Linked DNA regions of Hordeum vulgare: region 1 is linked to region 2. The links are chromatin contacts, called in public Hi-C maps. All regions are on one chromosome and are shown on one strand. Each heading gives the region's core, a stretch centred on a gene start, on an enhancer-like site or on the middle of the called end of the contact. The rest is flanking DNA. Distances are from core to core; before and after follow the strand shown. Region 1 holds the start of LOC123444123 (splicing factor SF3a60 homolog). Region 2 holds the start of LOC123444122 (glutamate synthase 1 [NADH], chloroplastic).

Region 1 (3,866 bases), core at 798-3,297, 550 kb before region 2:
CAAGGGTGCTACTGGACACTACAATGTTCTTAGCAGGCATACTTTATTGATGATTTACCTTAACTTTGGCACTTAATATAATCAGCTAAGTAGTTCCTAGCAGACAGACTTTATTGATGATTTACACCAATTTTGGCAGTTATTGTAATCAGCGAAGTATGGCAGCGCAAAGCAGTACTAGACAATTTAGATAAAGGCGTCTAGATGAGGTTGCCATGAATTTCACTTCTCAAAAAAGGAATATATAAACATAGCTATGTATATACTACAAAAAACTAGCATATCTGTAGATAGTCAAGATAACTGTATGCAAGTAAAGAACTCAAGAAAACTGTACGCAGGTAAAGAAAATCAGATAAACCACAACATGGCTTAGGATTAAACAATTGCACAAATCATCTCAAGCAGGGTTACTTAAGTGAAAATTATACGGGACAGTACCTCGCCAGTGAATTCAATAGTCGGTTCCTCCTTTAGTAGCTCCTCATAATCATCACTTTCACTGACGAAGCGGGCAGATTGATTCCTTCTATGGTAATCACGAATCTGCAGGCATGCAACAAACTGTAAATGAAAGAATAATCACCACTCAAGAAATAGTATAAGCTCAAGTTTTCCAATAACACCCAGTTCTGATCTGCATCACGTGTGTCGACCAGAGGGTCATGGTTGAGATGATGTGCAGGATAACATAACCAGAAAATTAACCAGTACGTAAGTAGTGTAATTTCCAAGTAGGATGCTATAAAACATGCTCTAATCTTATTATTTGGCTTTTTTATGTCGTTAAGAAAATCTAGAAAGTCACTGAATAATTTGGTTTCCTACCATCCAAATTTTGGTGGGATAGTCCAGGATCAAATTATTAGAAAGAACTACCAACTAAACAACAATAGTATGGAATGTTTTTGTCAGTGCATGAACTGCAGCATCCACCGTCTGTCTAGCTTTTTGCCAATTTCAACTGTCTGGTTCCATGGAGTGCTCAAGTGATTCTTGGTCAGAGTCAGACGGGCTAAAGTTGATTATTTACCTCTTTCAGCCTTTCATAGTACTTGGGGAAGATGTCAATTTGCACCGGCGCGGTAAGATGGGTGGACATCTCATCCTTCCTAGCACCGTCCTTGTCTTCATAGATTTCCACCTGATTAAGAAAGTCGTATTAGCCAAAATCTCCTTAGAAAGAAAAACAGACGATTCCTAGAACAACAAAAACGGGGAAATAACAGCACGAAAATAAAAGTCAAAAGATAATCCAGTGATTTTATCTACGCTTGCCCATATATATATATCCTATACTACAGACAGCGTGCAAAATAGCTCAATTTCAGTTGTCTGAAACGACTTATAATAGTGAACGGAGGGAGTATAAAAAATATAAAGCCGAAAAATCAATTTATCTAGCTCGAGTTCGGGATTCCCCAGAATTAGCACGGGTCGACCAACGCCAAACCATAACAGGTGGAGCTAACACACAGGCAACCCTAGGCACCTCAATTCAAGATATCGCAAGTGACATGGAACAAAACCAATCCTAACCGACAGAAAGCATAGATGCAACGCGGCCAAGCTCTGGCCACGGCAGACAAGCACTACACGAAAGCTACAGACACTACATCAGGCGCGAAACCCTAGAGAGACAGGCGGAGGAGGAGGAGAGGCGTACCAGCTTGTCGGAAGTGGAGACGACGAGATCGAGCATGTGACGGACGCGGTGGGACTGGAAGAGGCGGTCGCGCGCGTTGGCGGGTTCGCGCTGAAGCTCGCGCACCGCCAGGCGCTCCAACCGCTCGAGGTCCTCGTGCGCCGCCCGCGTGGCCTCCAGCACAGACGACGCCATGGCGGCCGCTTCAGCTAGGGCACCCTAGTCCTCTCCTCTGCTGGTACCCCGTGTGGTACCAACAGAGCCCGGGGGGTCACGCTGCGCGGCAGAGTCTGGGAACGGCGAGGGAGGTCGGGAGGGGAGCGCGTCGTGGCTAGGGTTTTGAGATTTCGCGGCCCGGGACGGACTTGTCGGGAGGACGACCGGAGAGGAAATCTCGGGTTCGTCTATTTCTCGCTGGTAGCGAGAGGGGACGACCCCTCGCTCGGTTTTTTTTTGGCTGTCGTGCTGCCCGCGTGCTGGGCCGGCCCATCAGCTAACTCCCTGTGTTTCCTGCGTTTCTCTAAAAAAAACGAGTTCACCCGTTCATTGGTCCACATTATCGCTAATTTTTTAAAATAATGCATTTTTATTTAATTACACAAATGATATGCAATTTCAAAAAATTGCAAAAATATACGGCCTTGGCCGTTGCTCTGGACAAAAGGATCTAGTCAGCCACGGCGTAGCCGATTAGTGGCTAATCAGCCACATGGGAGCCGATGATTGGCTCGGCCATTTCACGACCGGCCATTCAGCCTGGTGGCTAGGCAGTCGGCCTACTAGTGGCCGACAAGGCCAATCGGCCTCACCAAGACGACAGGAGGCGGGTAGGCCTCTGTCGCCCCGCTCCCCCCTTCTTCCTCCTTCATTCCTTTGTTTTCTCTCCTCCTCTTTGCTTCTCTCTCTACCCGGAAACACTATGATTTACACACAAAATGTGAGTTGATTTCTTCCTCATTTTCCATCGTAGTTGAATTCTAGATGGTTAGGAGAGTCAAAGGAACCGTCAATCTCGCGATGGGGTAGTTCGTGGTGATGGTGTTGACCATTTTGGTGGTGGTACTGGAGGTGGTTGAGGTGGAGGTGGTTGAGGTGGAGGTTGAGGTGGAGGTGGTGGTGGAGGTGGAGGTGGTCGAGGCTGCTGCGTTCGTCGTTCTTCTCTCAGTATTGTCGTTCGTTGTTTCTTCGCACACTTCAAGGATGAGATTCAACGTCCGTTCCCGTAGCTTTGTGTAATATATTTAGGTTTGTGAATTATTGTGTTTAAATATTTTTAGGTGCTTCCATAGATTTGGATATATTTAGATCTGTGAATTAAGGTGTTTGAATATTTTTAGGTGCTCCTGTAGCTTTGGGAAATATATTTAGGTCTGCGAATTTTTAGTTGATCCGAAAATAATTTAGGTTTGTCCTTCTGTTAAAATTTGTCCATGTTGAATATTTTTTAGGTCAACAGAGATGTTTGATGCAGTGAAGTTAGGTTTTCACTACGGTCCTAATACTCTTCAAACAAATGAGATGGGGGCTGATCTGAGTGAATTTAGTACATTAAGATACAAGTGGCTTCCCCTAAAACATGGTGTGTTAGCCAGTTGACAGAATGGTCGGCGGATGTTTACTGTTTAATATTTAAACACACATCATCGATGTTCATGCATTATGAACGCGGTCCAGTTTAAATATATACTTTTATTTGAAGCTATAGAGCGGGGCGATTAGTGGGTGCACTGGTTAAAAGGTTGCGAGCGTATGGTATGTAATCTTGTCACCTTACTGTGAAAAGAATGACGGAAAAGCGAGGCGAAAAAAATTAACATGTTCAAATTAAGATACAACTTGCTGAAATTAACATACAACTTGCAGCGAATTATAAGATACAACTTGATGTGATGCGAATTTTAGGATACAATAACATAAATATACTGAGTCCAACATTATTCTATTGTCTTGGTTGCACAAGTGTGACAGCCTGATGCCGACGCCCCAGAAGATTCCCCCTTTATTTCCGTTTCCGTCGTGTGATTATTTTTATTTGTTGCATCATCATTTAGTTTGCATCGTCGCATCATGCATGGCATCTTGCATCATCTGATGTGTGTGGTGTTTTGAGTGTGTGTGCTTCAAGTGCGTTAGTAACTCCCCTTCTCTCCCCTCTTGTTTCATTTTTGTGGTTTTGCTAAAGTTTCCGTTTTAACCCCTATTTAAAAATAAGGTTAGTCTT
Region 2 (3,844 bases), core at 210-2,709:
CATTCGCACGAGGACCAGGAGGCGAAGGCCGCCTACCAGACGGTGCTGGCAGCCGTTCTCCGCGAGAGTGAGGAAGAAGAGCGGTGTAAGGACGAGGAGGATGATGCGGCGTATGAGGCGCAGCTCGCGGAGGCCATCACGCTATCCGCCGCAGGCGACTGCGTCGTGCCCCTTCCGTCGAAGACTGAGTTGCAGCCGGAGGTCTACCAGTAGACCGGCTGCCTCCGCGAGCGGGTGAGCGCGCCGTCCATCTGGTTGGCGCGACAACGCAGCAGGAGGCTGCCTACCTCCAGCATTGGACTCTCGCCGACCTTCGTGACCGGCTTTAAAATTTAATTTTACTTTCAAAAATGTTTGCACATTTTTTTTTCACGCATCGTCAAAATGGATCGGGCCAGCGTCGACGCGTGCGTCGACTCAAACGCAAAAGCGAGTGTTCTTATCCGCCGAACCGATTCAAACGGACAAAAAACGGACAAATAAACCGTTCCGTCGGAGTTGCTCTCGAAAAAACCGGCCTTAGAAAAAAAATGATGTGCACGTATAGCATTGCAGGGAATCCACGGTGTCAATGGACACGTGCAGAAGAAGCTTTCCCCAGAAAGCGCCTACCTCGGCCGACACGTGGGCCCACTCTGCTTCGCAAGGCCGCCCCTCGACGAGGTAGGCGTGGTGGCATCGGACCAATCAAATCGAGACGACCGGCAGCGTCATAAAAATAATAATCGAGGCAACCGGATCTGGATTTTGCTTCTACGGTGGTGGGATTGGAAATTCAAACCCAAAATCCACGCATCAACCAGAGATTGATTTACCTACCAGATAAAGGCAGTAGATAAATACAAGAAGGAAACCAGGTAGTACGCACTACTAACCGCCAAAGCGGCTGTGGCTCTCCGCGTGAGCGGCTGCAGCGGCCGCGGCCCGGGCCGTCCGATCAGAGGCCGGACGTGGCCCCCACGCGCCACGGGCGGCTCCCGCTCGCCCGCCCGTCGTGGGTCGCGGTCGCGGCTGATCTGGCCGGCGGGCCTCGCTTGGACTGGAGCAGCGCCAACGGGGACTAGGAAACACGAACCAACTCCAACCCCTTTCCGGTTTTATTTAAAAAAATCGGTGCCTGCCCCAAAAGAGATTCTTCCTCACGGGTCCTCGGAGATCAAGGGAGTCACACGATGGGCTCACGAGAAGCTGTAGGCTACACGTGACATGGAATTCCTCTTCTCCATGGGGGCGGATACGCAAATGGGGAAGATACCGTCGGTTGGCAACGACCTGTAATATAGGAGCAAGAGAGAAAAAAAAAAAGAATTGCTAAAAGGAGATTTGGAGGAGGGAGCCACACAGGGGGCGGAAATATAGTGGGTGTGTGGGGACGAGGCGAGGGGTTGGCAGGCACGGCGAGCGAGCTCCGCCTCTATAAATGCAGGGCCAAGCATCGCCTTAAACGCCCCAATACTCCGAGGAGAGGTCAGGGAGGGATAGAGAGAGAGAGAGGCGACGGAGGCGGCGCGCTTCCAATCTGCACGCACGTACGTTCGCACGCCCTCCGCCAGCCCTTCCCCGTCGCTAGCCGCCGGTCGGCCGCCCGGCGAGGGACACGAGACCCGCGGGGTCAGGCGGCGACACTTGCGAGATCGCGCATCGGTCCCATCATCGTCCCCAGGCCTGCCCAGGCGGCTGAGAGCGCTATAAGACCGAGAGGTACCCGTCCGTCCTGCGCCCCTCCCAGCTTTTGCCAGGACGAGAATCCGTAGGTGGATAGATGGGTAGATAGATACATGGACGCATAGAGAGAGAGAGCAACTGGTTTGGCTCTGTCCGCGCGGGCGTGCGTGCGTAGTAGGTGGCCGTTTCCCCTTATTTTTATTCGATCTGCTGTTGGTGTTTCGATTCTGCGCCCCCGGGCGCGCGTGCGTGCGTGCGGTCTCTGAATCTTCCTTCCTCCCCTGTCCAGCAGGCGGCGGCGGCGCCGTGCGGGGGGGTTGGTAGATCTGTTCGTCTCTGGCCGGCCCCGTCGCTGAGGCGTTTGGTCTGGTGATTGTTTTTCCATCTCTGTTCCATCGCAGCCAGCGTGGGCAGGCTGTTTGTTTCTCCTTGCTTTTGGTCGTGACATGTGGGGAAGGGGACAACTTCGAGCTTTCTGTTGCTCTTGTTTTTAAGTATTTATATTGATTCCTTTGTTCGCCATGTATTTCTACTACTTTTTTGTGCTCGCCTGCAGTAGGAGATTGGTTTTATGCGCGCCGTCTAATGCTCGTCGCATGGTTGATTGTTGCATGACAGGTGATAGACTGAGGCGTGGGGTGCAGCCATGCCGACGGCGCAGGGGATTGGTTTGAAGCACGCGGCGCCGCCGGGCGCCGGTCGCAGGGCACGGCGCAGCCACTCGGCGGCCGCGCCGGGCCGCTCCGCGAGGCAGGCGCACGGCGCCATGTCCCTTGAGGGCGGGTTCCTCGGCGGCCCGCAGCGCACCGAGGAACGCGTTGCGCCACGCCCGCCTCGGGCCGCGGCGCGCGACGCCGAATCGATCAGGCCCTTGTCCCTGCTACCCGAGAGCAGCATTGGGCTATACGACCCGGCGTTCGAGCGCGACTCGTGCGGCGTTGGCTTCGTCGCCGAGCTGTCGGGCGTTGACAACCGGGCGACCGTGAGTTCTTTGCACCAAGGACACCGCCGCAGTTTCTCTCTTTTATATCTACCACGTTGAGATATTGATTTTGCTGTGATTTACTTTACAGGTCGTCGATGCCATTCAGATGCTCGAGAGAATGGCCCACCGTGGTGCATGCGGCTGTGAGAAAAACACTGGTGATGGTGCCGGCATTCTCGTTGCTCTACCACACAACTTCTTCCGTGAGGTGAATCAACGATAATTGCAAGCAAACTCAGTTTACCTTACAGAGTTATTCATCTTGGGTGTTGCTATGCTATTTCCTCAGGTGACAAAGGATGCCGGATTTGAGTTACCACCACCGGGTGAGTATGCTGTTGGAATGGTCTTCCTGCCAACCGATGAGAAGCGCCGCGAGAGGAGCAAAACTGAGTTTACAAAGGTTGGTGGGTTGCTGTATAGACAATTAGAGAGCGTGTGAGGCGAGTCTGCGATTATAAGCTCATGTCTTGAATTGTTTTTATTAATGCAGGTTGCGGAGTCGCTAGGACATTCCATACTTGGATGGCGCCAGGTTCCCACTGACAATTCAGACTTGGGCCAATCTGCGCTCGACACTGAACCAGCGATTGAGCAGGTTTTCCTCACCAAGAGTTCAAAATCCAAGGCTGACTTCGAACAGCAGGTCCTCCATGCGTTTAATTTTCTCTAAACACATGTAATGAGCTTTCCTCTTAACTAACACATCAATTATCACAGTTGTTTATCCTGAGGAGGCTCTCAATTGTGTCTATTCGAGCCGCGCTGAATCTTAAGCGTGGAGGAGAGAGAGATTTCTACATGTGCTCTCTATCTTCAAGGTCCTTACTTCTTCTGAATTTCATTTTCACTACAAACTGATGAAGTTGAGATCAGGGAGCCCAGTTAAGCTCCTCACTGTAATGGAATATTACCAACACCACAAAAAACGATAGGAACGCAGACCAGGGAAAACAATCCTGGACTATTTCTTAAGCGTTAGAAATCTGTAATGCAAGGACATTCATTTTTTGTTGTATTCATGTGAATAATAATTATTGTTAAATCTTCTTACTGTGGTTTTCCAGGACCATTGTCTACAAGGGCCAGCTTATGCCGTCTCAGCTTCAGGGGTACTACTATGCGGATATAGGTCATGAAAACTTCTCCAGTTATATGGCTCTGGTAAATACAAAACCTTGATACTCTTACAGC

Evidence for each region. A called contact is a pair of places that touch in the nucleus more often than the background predicts.
Region 1: a contact with region 2 is called in a Hi-C map of leaf, with 3 times the contacts expected there. The contact joins the promoter of LOC123444123 here to the promoter of LOC123444122 in region 2. A contact is called at or near these places in 3 of 6 Hi-C or Micro-C datasets (leaf and seedling).

The regions. Positions count from the first base shown.
Region 1 is chr3H:435,391,841-435,395,706 of MorexV3_pseudomolecules_assembly, reverse strand. It overlaps LOC123444123 (splicing factor SF3a60 homolog), which reads right to left and starts at 2,047. Exons shown (of 12, transcript XM_045120741.1): 1 at 1,667-2,047; 2 at 1,034-1,144; 3 at 442-546. The coding sequence starts at 1,840.
Region 2 is chr3H:434,846,141-434,849,984 of MorexV3_pseudomolecules_assembly, reverse strand. It overlaps LOC123444122 (glutamate synthase 1 [NADH], chloroplastic), which reads left to right and starts at 1,459. Exons shown (of 23, transcript XM_045120737.1): 1 at 1,459-1,701; 2 at 2,284-2,647; 3 at 2,739-2,858; 4 at 2,940-3,053; 5 at 3,144-3,296; 6 at 3,371-3,471; 7 at 3,718-3,814. The coding sequence starts at 2,312.